Regions from separate parts of the Zea mays genome. Here regions 1, 2 and 3 are each linked to region 4. The links are chromatin contacts, called in public Hi-C maps. All regions are on one chromosome and are shown on one strand. The core of a region is the stretch at or near the end of the contact, and the rest is flanking DNA. Distances in the headings are between cores, read along the strand shown. Region 1 holds the start of LOC100274431 (BTB/POZ domain-containing protein POB1). Region 2 holds the start of LOC100285347 (50S ribosomal protein L21, chloroplastic-like). Region 3 holds the start of LOC100383395. Region 4 holds the start of LOC103626967 (BAG family molecular chaperone regulator 6).

Region 1 (2,971 bases), core at 438-2,937, 280 kb after region 4:
AAGGTTGTGGAAGTGAGTTCACCCCACGGTGGGCGCCAATGTTGCTCACTTGTTCTCGAGTGATGTGGGTCAAGAACAAGGCAACACAATCGTTAAGAATTAAGGACCTTCGTCCTTCGAAACATTATCTCATTTCAGATATAATGATCTTCAGACGCGGTCATGTAGGACATGTCTTTAACATTCATGAAAATGAGAATACATAATAGTAATGATTATATTGCATCAATTCGTATTCATATGAATTTCATAATGTAGACATGTACATTAACAGGATTTACATTACATTGATACCTTCGGCTTGTTCGAAGGTGTTGACGTGAGAGCGATTACAATCCAGCATGAACAGTACGTTGCTACTGTTCATATATTTATAGGCACGGACACAGCCCGGGTAAAAGTACATTTGTGTCCTTGATATTTACTTATGAACATAACATAAATCATTAAGGACTTGCTAGTCTTTTTCCCTTCCGGTCAGCATCATGTCTGGTCTTCATCACCATTTAAGCCGAAGCTATTACTCTTCGGCTATAACTTCAACGTTCATTCTTATCATCTTCGGATTATATCTTCATCTCGTATGCCTTTGCCATGGGAGAGAACTTCCATTCTGAAGCCCAAGTTCCCTGTAATAATTCATATCATGCTGAAAATATATGGTTAGTCATGTTTTTAGGACCTTCGAGAGAGTAAGCCCCCTAACAGTGTGTCAGTCCGGGTTGTACTTAACCACACTGTAATGACCTCTAATAACCCTTGAGGGGGGAATATTCTGGGGATAACGTAGGTAACTAGGGGCATAACTATATTTACAGTTACCTATAATACCCCGCACTGTACCCTGATGGGACAGGCTGAAAAAACACTGTTGCTCTAATCCATCGTGTTGTTAAGCATCAAAGTATTTTTGTTTCCCACTACTTGGACCCACTCGACCACGTGTCACTGAGTTCCAACAGCAACCGAACAAACCCGAACAAGAGCAATTCCCCGCAACAAATAGAGGACGTAGTCTCTATTGCCACTCTCACCATATATATACAACACACGACATTGGATATTTTCGAATTGAAACACTAGAGGTGGTATTAGGGCTGGAAATGAGCCGAACTTAGCTCGGTGCAACTCGTTGACAGACAAGCTCAGCTCATTCACTCAACGAGCTGAAAGAGGAGGCTCAGCTCGGCTCGCAAGCTGGACCTTGATAAATAATATTGCATTATATAGTGATTTAATAGTACATAAATGTGAAAAATATAATCATCATTTAATACTATAAGTGAAATTATCTATTATTATATATAGTTTGATTAATTTGGCACGGCTTACGAGCCAGAACGAGCTAGCTCGGTGGACCAGCAAACTCAAAAATAAGGCTCGACTCGACTCACTCGACGTTTACAAACTGCCCCAAACTTAAACTGGCTCGTGAGCTTTGAACTTTTTTTTTTCAGACCTAGGCGTACGCAAACGGTCAGCCAAACTAACAATCCGAGCACGAATTCAACGCAAACGGTCAGCCGAGCCAAACCAACAATCCGAGCACGAATTCAACGCCGCTGTCGCGGCACCATCGGCACCACCACCAAAACGTTTGAAGCCCCCTTTCCCATCCTAGCCCCTCCATTGCCTCATTATAACCACCACCGTCTCTTCCTTGTGTCTTCTCCTCCTTTCCCTCCCGGCCACTTCTCTCGTTTCGCCCTCCCCCTCGAGCACCCCGCCGGCTAGGGTTACGGCCACCGCCTTCCACGCCTCCCCCACTTCCCGTAGGCGGAGGCTGGTCGGCGTGCACGCGACCGCGGCGGCGGAGATGGACCCGGACTTCTCGCCCGGGGGCGGGGGGCCCAGCTTTGAATTCGCCTTCAACGAGGTCAACTTCTCCGACCGGGAATTGCGTATCGAGGTCGTCGCCGGGGATGACTACGCTCCGGGGTCCAGCGGCGCCGGTGCCGGAGGAGGTGGCCTCGCCGACTGGGCGCGCCACCGCAAGCGCCGCCGTGAGGAGCTCCTCAAGGAGAAAGGTACGCCACGGATTCTGGCTACGCATGCCGTTGTTGCCTTGCGGTCGTGTGATTTTGCGTGTTTATTTGTGACGCTTGACGCGATTCGGCTGAGAATTTGCTGGGGGCTCCTATGTGCCTCGTTTATTTTAGTAAAATCTGATTCACGTAGGTACCCGACAATATAGGTTATAATGGAAAGGGAATCGGTGAAGGATAGAGAGGAATTTCAATTTGGAGCTGCCATGACGCACTTGTACGAATTATCTGACATTTTGATCTGTCATGAGCTACAATAATTGACAAACGTATTTACAGGAATAAATGAATTAATTCAGGCTATCCATAGTTTGAATTTGAGTTGACCCACCCAAATATTCAAATTAATCTAGTTGAGAAGCTACGGGGTAACGAGAGGGGTGCAACTCAGAAACCATTTGCAGGTGATGCATCTGTACTTTTTAGGTTGGCAGCGTATAGATGCTTCTGATTATGGAGGTGTAGGTTTTGTGTCGCCTGTTCTTAAGATAACCATGGAAGACTTACTCTGTTGATAAAATACCCGGAGAGGGTCAATTGTGCTTCATAATCATGGAAACCATAGTTATTAAGGTGTAGTTTAAGCACTGGAGCGGGCTAGGGTTACACTATGCCTTGCATATATATATGTTGTCTGTCTTATGGGTTTGGCGTCTCAAAATCGTCACATTAGCGTCTGAATCGTAGGAAATCACTTGTGGAAGAAAGGTGGGAGGAGGGGGAAAGCATCAGGAGATTCTGGCGGGAGACTCATAGGAAAAGCATGGGAGAAATAGAGCGTGTGGCAGAGAGGAAGTGCATGGAAGACGGAGAGCGGCAGATCTGCTGGCTACTGTGCCGGAGTTGCTGTCCTCCCTCGTTCCAGCAGCCCTGGTGGCAGCAGCCATCTTCTCGTGTCGATTCAACAGCAGGCCATGGCACCTCTA
Region 2 (2,865 bases), core at 209-2,708, 260 kb before region 4:
CCGCTGCTATACGTGCGGGCGCGTGTGTCGCGGCCCGACAACCTGGGTGGGCGCGCCGTGTGTGCGGGCGGCCCCGACGGACACGCCGTGTGTCGGCGGTCCGGTTCCAACAATTTTATGTGACTGCATAAAACCTGAGCTGATAGTACCATCATGGTGGAAATGTCTATGCATTTGCACCAGATGCATCATATCATTTGGATCTAGGATTGTGAGCAGACGAAGACTACAGACTAGAGGACAATGGTGGCTTTTCTCTGTGCTCACAACATATCAAAATCTGCAATGATAAATTACCCTATCCACCATAATAGCAGACATCTAGAAAGAAGGATGTATAGGTAATAGTTTTTGCAAGCTCTTAAGGAAATATTTAGTGAACAATTGCTGCTACAAGGACACAAATGCATCAAGATAAACAGAAGATTCTCCAAATGACTTTCATATCAAAAGAATTGCAGGAGGGAAACAATACAACATCTCAATCTACACTATCAGCTTGGAGTATGCAGACAGGTGAATCACCAAACCTGATCATTGACATTGGCACCTTTCAGTCTCTGTGTGTATATATACCTGCCCGGCATCACTATGTACTGTCTTGAACCAATCTGTAATAAAGGAAAGCTGTCAGAATATATAAGTCTTCAGTCATTTTTTTTCAAACTGCTCATTCGGACAACACACAAACAATTGCCTGCTAAGAGATACATTCTTACATATTTCAGCATTTTGAAAAAAGATAAAAACTGAGGCTATCTCCGGCACTTCCTATCTCACTTCTTATTTCAAACTTCACTCTATAAATATTGCAATCTACAGCATAAAACAGTGTTTTGTACGACCATATGCACACTCTCCTGAGCACGGCCTAAAAGGCTAGTAGTAAATAACCGGAAGCCGTGAAATTGCCAGCATCACTACGCAAGCACTGCGTGATCGTGGCATCGAGCATTGATGTTAGTACTGACACCACCATCCTAGCCATTTTCCACGCAATGTAAGACATACCTAACATTAATGGTAATGCAACATAAATGACGACGTGTCATTTTCAAGTAATTCAGTCCAAAGTTGCAAGCCAAGTAGCCAACCCACCATGACAACAGCGAAGATGTCCGCGTCCTTCCCGGCCCCCGCGGCGGCCAGCTGAGCCTCGATGGGCTCCGGTACCGCGGGTTTCTCCTCAGCCTCCGTCTCGGGCTCCACGAACTCAACCTCCACGGCCTCAGGCGCCTCCTCGGCGGCGGCTCGGAGGCGCCAGCGCCGGGGCTCCAAAGCGGCGACGGAGAGGGAGCGGCGCAGGGAGGGGAGAGTGGAGAGAGTCAGCGTTTTGGAGGGGAGGAGGCGGAGGGGCAGCGTCGCGGTGGCCATGGCCGCGGCGGGGAGGGGACGCATGGATGACGAAGGAGTGGAGTTTTCGGAGGATGAGAGGCCAGGGATCATATTGTGGATAGGAGGGGATAGCGGGCGATCCGATTGAAAGCCAACGGTTCAGATCAGTAAGGTATGGAGGAAAAAAAAACTAAAATAAAGTTCAAGTAAAACATAGTAGAACTTTAGAAACCACAGCGAGCCAACGTTTTGAAAAGGGACAATTGCATGGTTGGTTGTAGAACTTTACAAACCACAGCAAACCAACGTTTTAAAAAGGAACAACTGCATGGTTGCACCAACTCACGATTCTAACTTTATTTTTACCTCTGTTTTTTGAACTTTGCATCGTTATCCTATTTTTTTAAATGAAACCTCTGTTTGCTTTTATTTCATTATAAACACGTAGCAATGTTAACTCAATCTTTAAAAATATATTTATACACTTGCATCATTACCTCTCTTATTATTTGCTGTTTGCAAATTTACCTAACTATAACCTAAAAGTTTAAAGTATAAGTATCACATGACTATAATCTGAAAAATCAATTATTTAAAAAATTGAAAATCAGAAATTATTTCAAATTCATTGAATTCAAGTTTTCAAATAATTCAAAATTTAAAATTCAAATTTTATTTTAAATTCATTAAAATCAAATTTTTATTGCAAATATTTTAATTCAAATTTTAGAAAAATGAAAACCAAAATTTATTCCAAGTTCATTAAATTCAGAATTTCAAATACTTCAATTTCAAATATTCAAAATAAAAATATATTTCAAATTCACTAAATTCAAATTTTTATTTCAAATTTAAAATTTAAAATACTTCAAATTGTATTTCAAATTAAATTCAAAGTATTTAAAATTTTGAAATTGAGATAATTGGTTTTCAAATTTATGGTCGGATTTATTTTATACTTATACTCTAAACTTTTATATCAAAGTGAGAGCAAATTTACAAGCAGATGATAATAAGAGGGGCAATGATGCAACGGTATGAACGTCTTTTTCTGGACTAAGAGTGCGTTTGGTTCTACTTTTGGAACCTGCTTTTGCTTTAAAAAAAGTAGAAGCTAAACCAAAAGAGTCTAATTTGTAGCAACTTATCTCAACACAACCTGCTTTTTACAGTACTAATCTCATAGCTGCTATGGGGCTACTTTTGATGCGTTGAGGGCAAACCAAATTAAAAAATAACCACTCCCACTGGTTATGTACGTACCGATTTGTTTCTTTGGTTGTGTTTCCTTTTCTCCTCGGTATCCTTTTCTCCTCTGTTCCTCACCAGACGAGCTCCCTTCGCTAGGGTTCCCCATCTCTTGCTCGCGGCAGCATTCTTCCCGGCCGGCGGCGCTCCTACGACGGTGACGGCGCTCTCTGGCACTTGTCCTCGTTACGACTGCCCCCTGCTCGATCGCTTTTCCTAGCCGTGCCCTTCAAGCGGCGACGCTTTTCCCAACTGTTTGTCACCAGACAAACTCCCTACTGC
Region 3 (3,010 bases), core at 165-2,664, 380 kb before region 4:
ATGCCTTTCGTGAGCAAAAGCAACTACAAAGAAAGATATTGAACATAATTTAAACTACGAGAGAGGAGGTCAGAAGATTCACTGGAAAGGAACAGTCAAATGAGCAGAGCTTTTTACTCCATTGAACTTGCAAAGGGAAAGCAGCCTGCCGTGTTCATTTGATTACAAAATCAAGGGAATTGGAGAGGTTTGAGAGGGGTTTTGCCTTGCAGGGGATTTAATCCTCCATACAGTTCCCTTAGTTTTGGGGTCAAACGAACAGAAGGGATGGACCAGAGAGAACGAACCATGCGCGTGTAGAGGTGATCCTGCCACTGTCTTTCGATTGTAGGAGACGTAGGAACATTACTGTATACCTAAACTACATGTGATCCAATTAGGGAGCCAAGATGAAACCAACCATACATTCTTCTTCTGAAGATACTATATTGTTCATAAACGTAACTCTCTAGTCAATAAGTTTAAGATCGTTGTTTTCATGAAGCGCAACTTTGTGAAGCGCTTCTACACCTTCTCCACAAATAAACAATGGATGGGAATTCACAGTGTTCAGAGGCAGACTCTGTCACAAGGTAAGAGGAATTATGAGTGATTTCACTAAGACAACGGGTTGAAAATCTCCTCAATGCAGACATGAACCCCAAAATGAGACAGAAGCTGCAGCACAATTCAGGCTCCACTCCTCTCACCTAGACCCAGAGCCTCAGACACCATCAAAGATCTGACTCAGAACGATTCTCCAGATTTAAAAAAATAGAGACGCGACGCCGCTCCACTAACAAGTATATCCAGTTTCGCGTGCGCACCTCATCAACCGCAAGGGCACGGGTTGAGCTAAGAACTGAACGATCTCTCAAGTTCTCCATGGGCAAACGAAGGGTGGGCTCAGTACGAAGACAATAAACTAGAAGGCCATACCAACCTTCCACCTTGCACCTCTCCGGAACACTGAGCCGGAGCTGGGAAGGATCAACTTGCTGCCAGCGAAGGATTAAATAGCGGACACCCCCCACACCGCGACAAGAACTGAAATTAATAATCGTAAATTCGTGAAAACGAGCGTGGAAGAACCCGCGGGGACTACAAGGAGAGAGATTTTCGCGCAAACTTCGCTGGCGCATACGAGGACGAAAACGAAACCGCCGGCGCCGGTAAAATACGACGACGCCGACCGAGAGGGAGGCGGGCGCGCGCCACGACGGATGGGGAGGAGGGCGAAGGAGATACCTAGGCGGCGGGGGCGTTCGCGTCGTCGCCGTCGTCCGCGCCTCGGAGACGCAGGAGAGAGAGGGAGGGCTGATGGGCAGAAAGCGAGAGGCGGTGATGCGATGCGATGCGATGTCGGACGGGGACGAGGAGAAGTGGAGCAGAGAGATGCTGAGGTGAGGGTGTGGCCCTTTGCCTTGGCAACCAGAGCAGAGAGGGGCAATTACAGCATTCCTTCGGGGGGCTTTTTTAATGGAAAAAAAGTCGCTCTCCCTCCCTTTCGTTTCCTTGGGCAGAGCGGATGCCAAGTTTGTTCGGAGTCCAGCAACGGTTTATTTTGAATAAGCTTTTACGGAACATAAAAAGGGCAGAAACTATTCATGGAAACCACTGAAATAATAAAAAAAGGAAACTAAAAATAGATAATCTGGCACATGTGAACAGCCAGTGATATTTTGTTCTACTATCATATATGTTGGCTCTCTCTAAACTTTGCCGGTTTGTAAGAGAAAGTAGCTGATTAACACGACAATTTTGAGTTGTTCTATGGTATATTTTTTTTACTTTGGTTTGATGGTAAAGAATTGTAAGCTTGTATTTGTCGGAGCATCTGTCTGCAATACGTCTACGTGAGGCCAAAGAGAAGAGAATCTGTTGTTGTCCTTGTCCGTAAATCCGACATCCAGCAAGGATCTTACAGCGAAAAAGGCGACTCGACCAAACGAAGCCGCTTGGAAGAATCCATGGCCGCCTGTGCAAGTGCGCATGCCTCTATGCGGTCGGCGGCGCACCTCACGCCACCGCTACCACGTCGCGCCCATCAACCGACGCGTGGGCCCACGAACCACCTTGCCCCGCACGTCAGTCGCGTATGCTCATTGCTCACTCGGATGGCTCGCGCACTAGTACATGGACGGAATCGGGCCGTCACGGGTGACGCGACTCGCACCCGCGCTGCCGCCCTGCCTCGGATTGTGTTGTGCGTGGGGCCCAGGTGAGCAAAGGATGGTCGCGGCGGCGTCCGTGTCGCCATCCTGGAGTGGTGCCGTCTCTTTGTTTTGCAACGTGGGGGAGTGCGGCCCGGCCGACGTGTCAGCCTCCTTCCCAATTGATCTCCGCAAACTGACCTGACCTCACCTGCTATGCGCTTGCTCTCGGTGTTATATTGTTTTATTAAAATAAAAAAAAATACATCTAATTATATATTTAAACAAATGCAATTACGTAAGAAAAACAATTAGAAATTATATAACATAACCATCAAAATTAAAAACACGTATTTTATTAATCTTTTCTATACTATATAAATCATCAGTTTATATAGTTCCACGTTTACTATCGTCGTAGTGTGTCGTTCTTCCTCTTCCCGCTTTATCTAAAAATAAGGTAAAATTATGCTTAAATGGGGTTCAAAACTTGATTGTGACACCATATTCACACTAATCTAACCAATAAAATACACATATTTTTATGTTTTATTAAAATAAAGTTTACTAATGTTATATAAAAACCGTAACAATACACAGTCATCCGACTAGTATAACTAATAAACTAAGTTTTTTTTCTCATTTTCCTCCTCCACCTTTTTTATGCCTTTTCCCCTCTAGTTTAAGTTGCTTTGTTAGTTTTTTAAGGCTAATTTCTACATACCTTTTTGTCTTAGTCTATGTCGATATGGAACAATCCATCAATTATTAAATTGCTTAAATAATTTAGTTTGAGAAATCCTCTTACTAGTCTTGTAGATCTTATTTAACATTTCTTTCTATGTAGGTGGGGACTCGCTGCTACTTGTTGCTAGATC
Region 4 (2,803 bases), core at 86-2,585:
GAAGCCCTAACGGCTAGTTCTAGGTGGTACCCGGAGGGAAGACCACCAGACTGTCCGATGTGAAGTCCGGACTGTCCGGTGTGAAAAGCCTGCGCGCCAACGGTCACCTGCTGTGACAGACTAACGGCTAGGCGCACCGGACAGGGGCACCGGACGATCCGGTGCACCACAGAAAGTAGCAGCTTTCCTCCAACGGCTAGTTTTGTGTTGGGGGCTATAAATACACCCCAACCGGCCATTTCCAATAGTGGGAGCCCAAGAGACATACCGACGCATACAATAGACATTCTCAAGTGCTCTTACACCCAAGTGCTTAATAGAATCACTCAGTAATTAGCGTAGGTGCTTTGCGAAGTGCTTATGTTAGTTAGACCGCTCTAGCGCTTGCTCTAGGTGAACCCTAGTTAGTTGAGTGAGTTTTGTAAAACCACACAACCCCTCGGCTCTTGCGCGAGTCGTTGTATTTGTACCGAGTGGGGCGCGAGTCTTGCGAGACCGTGACAACCGCGTTTGTGTCACGACCGCCATCGTGTACCGGAGGGAACGATGCCTGCGGCGTTTCGGGCGGAAGCTCGATAGTGGAGACGGTGGGGAGCGTCCGAGAGGAGCCGGAAGCGGAGCACCACTTGCGCGTGGAGAAGGCCCGCGACTCTCTACAGAGTTACTCGACCGAGGTGCTTGGTCCTCACGTGGGCTTCCTTTTGCGTAGGGGCACCAACGAGGATTAGTCGGGACCTTGGTTCCGGATACCTCGGTAAAAATACCGGCGTCATCCACGAGAGTTTGCATATCTACTTTGCTATTTAAGTTTTCGCATTTATATTAAGCATTTAAGTTTCAATCTTGTATTCATACTTATATAATGTAGATTGAAACTTAGCTATTGCGGTAGAGATAGCAACACTTAGACAAAACCTAGTTTGCACATTCTAGTTTACTATTTGCATAGGTTTTGTTATAGTGATTTATTTGTGGCCTAGTTTAGTAAAAGTTTTAGAAGTACTAATTCACCCCCTCCTAGACGTCACCCGTTTCCTACAAATGGAAATCCAATAACCTAATTATAACATACACACCAGATCGTGCAAGTCGAAAGAAAATGTTAAAAGCTCTTCATATTATTCTAATAATAAAGGAAGTACATGATCAAGTTTTAAAGTTTAAGTTACAAGTTTTAGATCTTACTAGCAAGAAGGTAACAACTACCATCACTGATATACAACCTCTGTTTTATTTTATATAATAGTTATGCATTAATATTTTGTTGAATATTTTATATGCCTTGTAACATATATATATATATATATATATATATATATATATAAAATAATAATACGAGTGGGACTCGTGGAAGCGGTGGAACCGTCGAGAAGGAATGCGACCGCGCGAGAGAGCGAACCGAGTCAGCCACTCGGCCACGACGCGAACCCTCTCGAACCCCCAACGGCTTCTCCTTCCACCTTCACTCCTCGGAGGGCCCTGGCCCCGTTCTCCGCATAAATACCGCGCGTCTGCTCCGCGCCGCGAAACAACACGCAAGAAACCAGAAGCGCTCGCGAGAAGTAAGGGAGAGAGAGGGGGGACGACGACAGCCTTGGGACCCGCGGACTGCATCGCTCGCCGGTAGCTGACGTCACTCGGCCCCGTGGAATTTTCAAGCTTTGGTGGTGGCTCGTCTGTCTGATCCGCGCTCTGCTGCTTTTTCTTCGCCCGCCGCACTGTAAGTGTGCCCCTCCTCGCCCAGCCTCCTCCCATTTTCACTCCTACCTCGAAAGTTCTGATGATTTTGGTGTGTCCGATTCAGTACTGTGTTGGTCCGGGATTGCAAACTATGGTGTCCGCGTTTCATGCTTACGTGCAGTCTCGAAAATCTCTGCTGCTTAAACCCGTGCTTTACTCGCAAACCTCGCCTTTTTAATCAAGAAGAAGAATATGTTAGGATTGTTTATTGTTCATAACTAAGGTTGGATGCAACGCGAGACCTTCGATACGTTGGTACCGATCGATTCGGTCTCAACGGTGACCGGCGGTATCGATTCAGACCAATCGGTATCGATAAGATTTAGCGAGATGTTATGTTCTAATTCGTTGAGGCATGCGCTCACCTTAGCTATCTATTTTTTAAGTCATCTAAGTGGAGTTCGAAAAAAATCCAAAAGAAAATTATGAATTATCTATTTTTTAGCTTCAGAAATTATGTTATTTTTATTTACGTTTTATGAATTATATAATTTTTAATGAATTATATAATTTTTATTTATTTTATATGGATTATGCAATTTTCATTTTTTAGTTATTTACTTGAATGGTTTTTTATATAATTTTTATTTGTTTAGTTATGTACTTGAATGATTTTTTAATAAAACGTTGTATTTTATTTTAAACTAATGTGATGCCGAGATGGCTCTAGGCTTGCTGACAGTAAGATATAGGCCATCCACAACAGGCCGTGTAAATGGCCGTATAAAATACTATTTTGTAAAATAGATTATACTGTTTATAGAGTAGAGTTTAAAATAAGGACTGAGATAAGGAGTAGGATATGGAGTCTGCTAGAGATAGTCTTTAGAACATCTACAGTACAACTTGTGTATTGATATGTACAAACCATTATTTTGAACTATAGACTATACTATCTACAGAGCAGAGTTTGTAATAGAGAGTAACATAGGGGTGAGATATGGAGGCTGCTGGAAATAGCCTAAGGGACTCATTGGTTGCTCGCATAACTTTAGCTTGGTTCTTACCAGTGAGCCAGGCTAGGCTAGGCGGCTGAATTTATGTGATGAGTCTTTATTTGGTT

The links. A called contact is a pair of places that touch in the nucleus more often than the background predicts.
Region 1: a Hi-C map of ear shows a contact between it and region 4, with 2.4 times the contacts expected there. The contact joins the promoter of LOC100274431 here to the promoter of LOC103626967 in region 4. A contact is called at or near these places in 3 of 25 Hi-C or Micro-C datasets (bundle sheath, ear and tassel).
Region 2: a contact with region 4 is called in a Hi-C map of ear, with 4 times the contacts expected there. The contact joins the promoter of LOC100285347 here to the promoter of LOC103626967 in region 4. A contact is called at or near these places in 5 of 25 Hi-C or Micro-C datasets (ear, leaf, leaf mesophyll and 1 more).
Region 3: a Hi-C map of bundle sheath shows a contact between it and region 4, with 4 times the contacts expected there. The contact joins the promoter of LOC100383395 here to the promoter of LOC103626967 in region 4. A contact is called at or near these places in 7 of 25 Hi-C or Micro-C datasets (bundle sheath, ear, leaf and 2 more).

The regions. Positions count from the first base shown.
Region 1 is chr5:141,840,005-141,842,975 of Zm-B73-REFERENCE-NAM-5.0, reverse strand. LOC100274431 (BTB/POZ domain-containing protein POB1) reads left to right here and starts at 1,687. Exons shown (of 6, transcript NM_001148790.2): 1 at 1,687-2,027. The coding sequence starts at 1,817.
Region 2 is chr5:142,380,362-142,383,226 of Zm-B73-REFERENCE-NAM-5.0, reverse strand. It overlaps LOC100285347 (50S ribosomal protein L21, chloroplastic-like), which reads right to left and starts at 1,458. Exons shown (of 5, transcript NM_001158239.1): 1 at 1,099-1,458; 2 at 531-611. The coding sequence starts at 1,446.
Region 3 is chr5:142,501,827-142,504,836 of Zm-B73-REFERENCE-NAM-5.0, reverse strand. LOC100383395 reads right to left here and starts at 1,414. Exons shown (of 3, transcript NM_001176050.1): 1 at 1,228-1,414.
Region 4 is chr5:142,119,849-142,122,651 of Zm-B73-REFERENCE-NAM-5.0, reverse strand. It overlaps LOC103626967 (BAG family molecular chaperone regulator 6), which reads left to right and starts at 1,335. Exons shown (of 7, transcript XM_008647329.2): 1 at 1,335-1,720.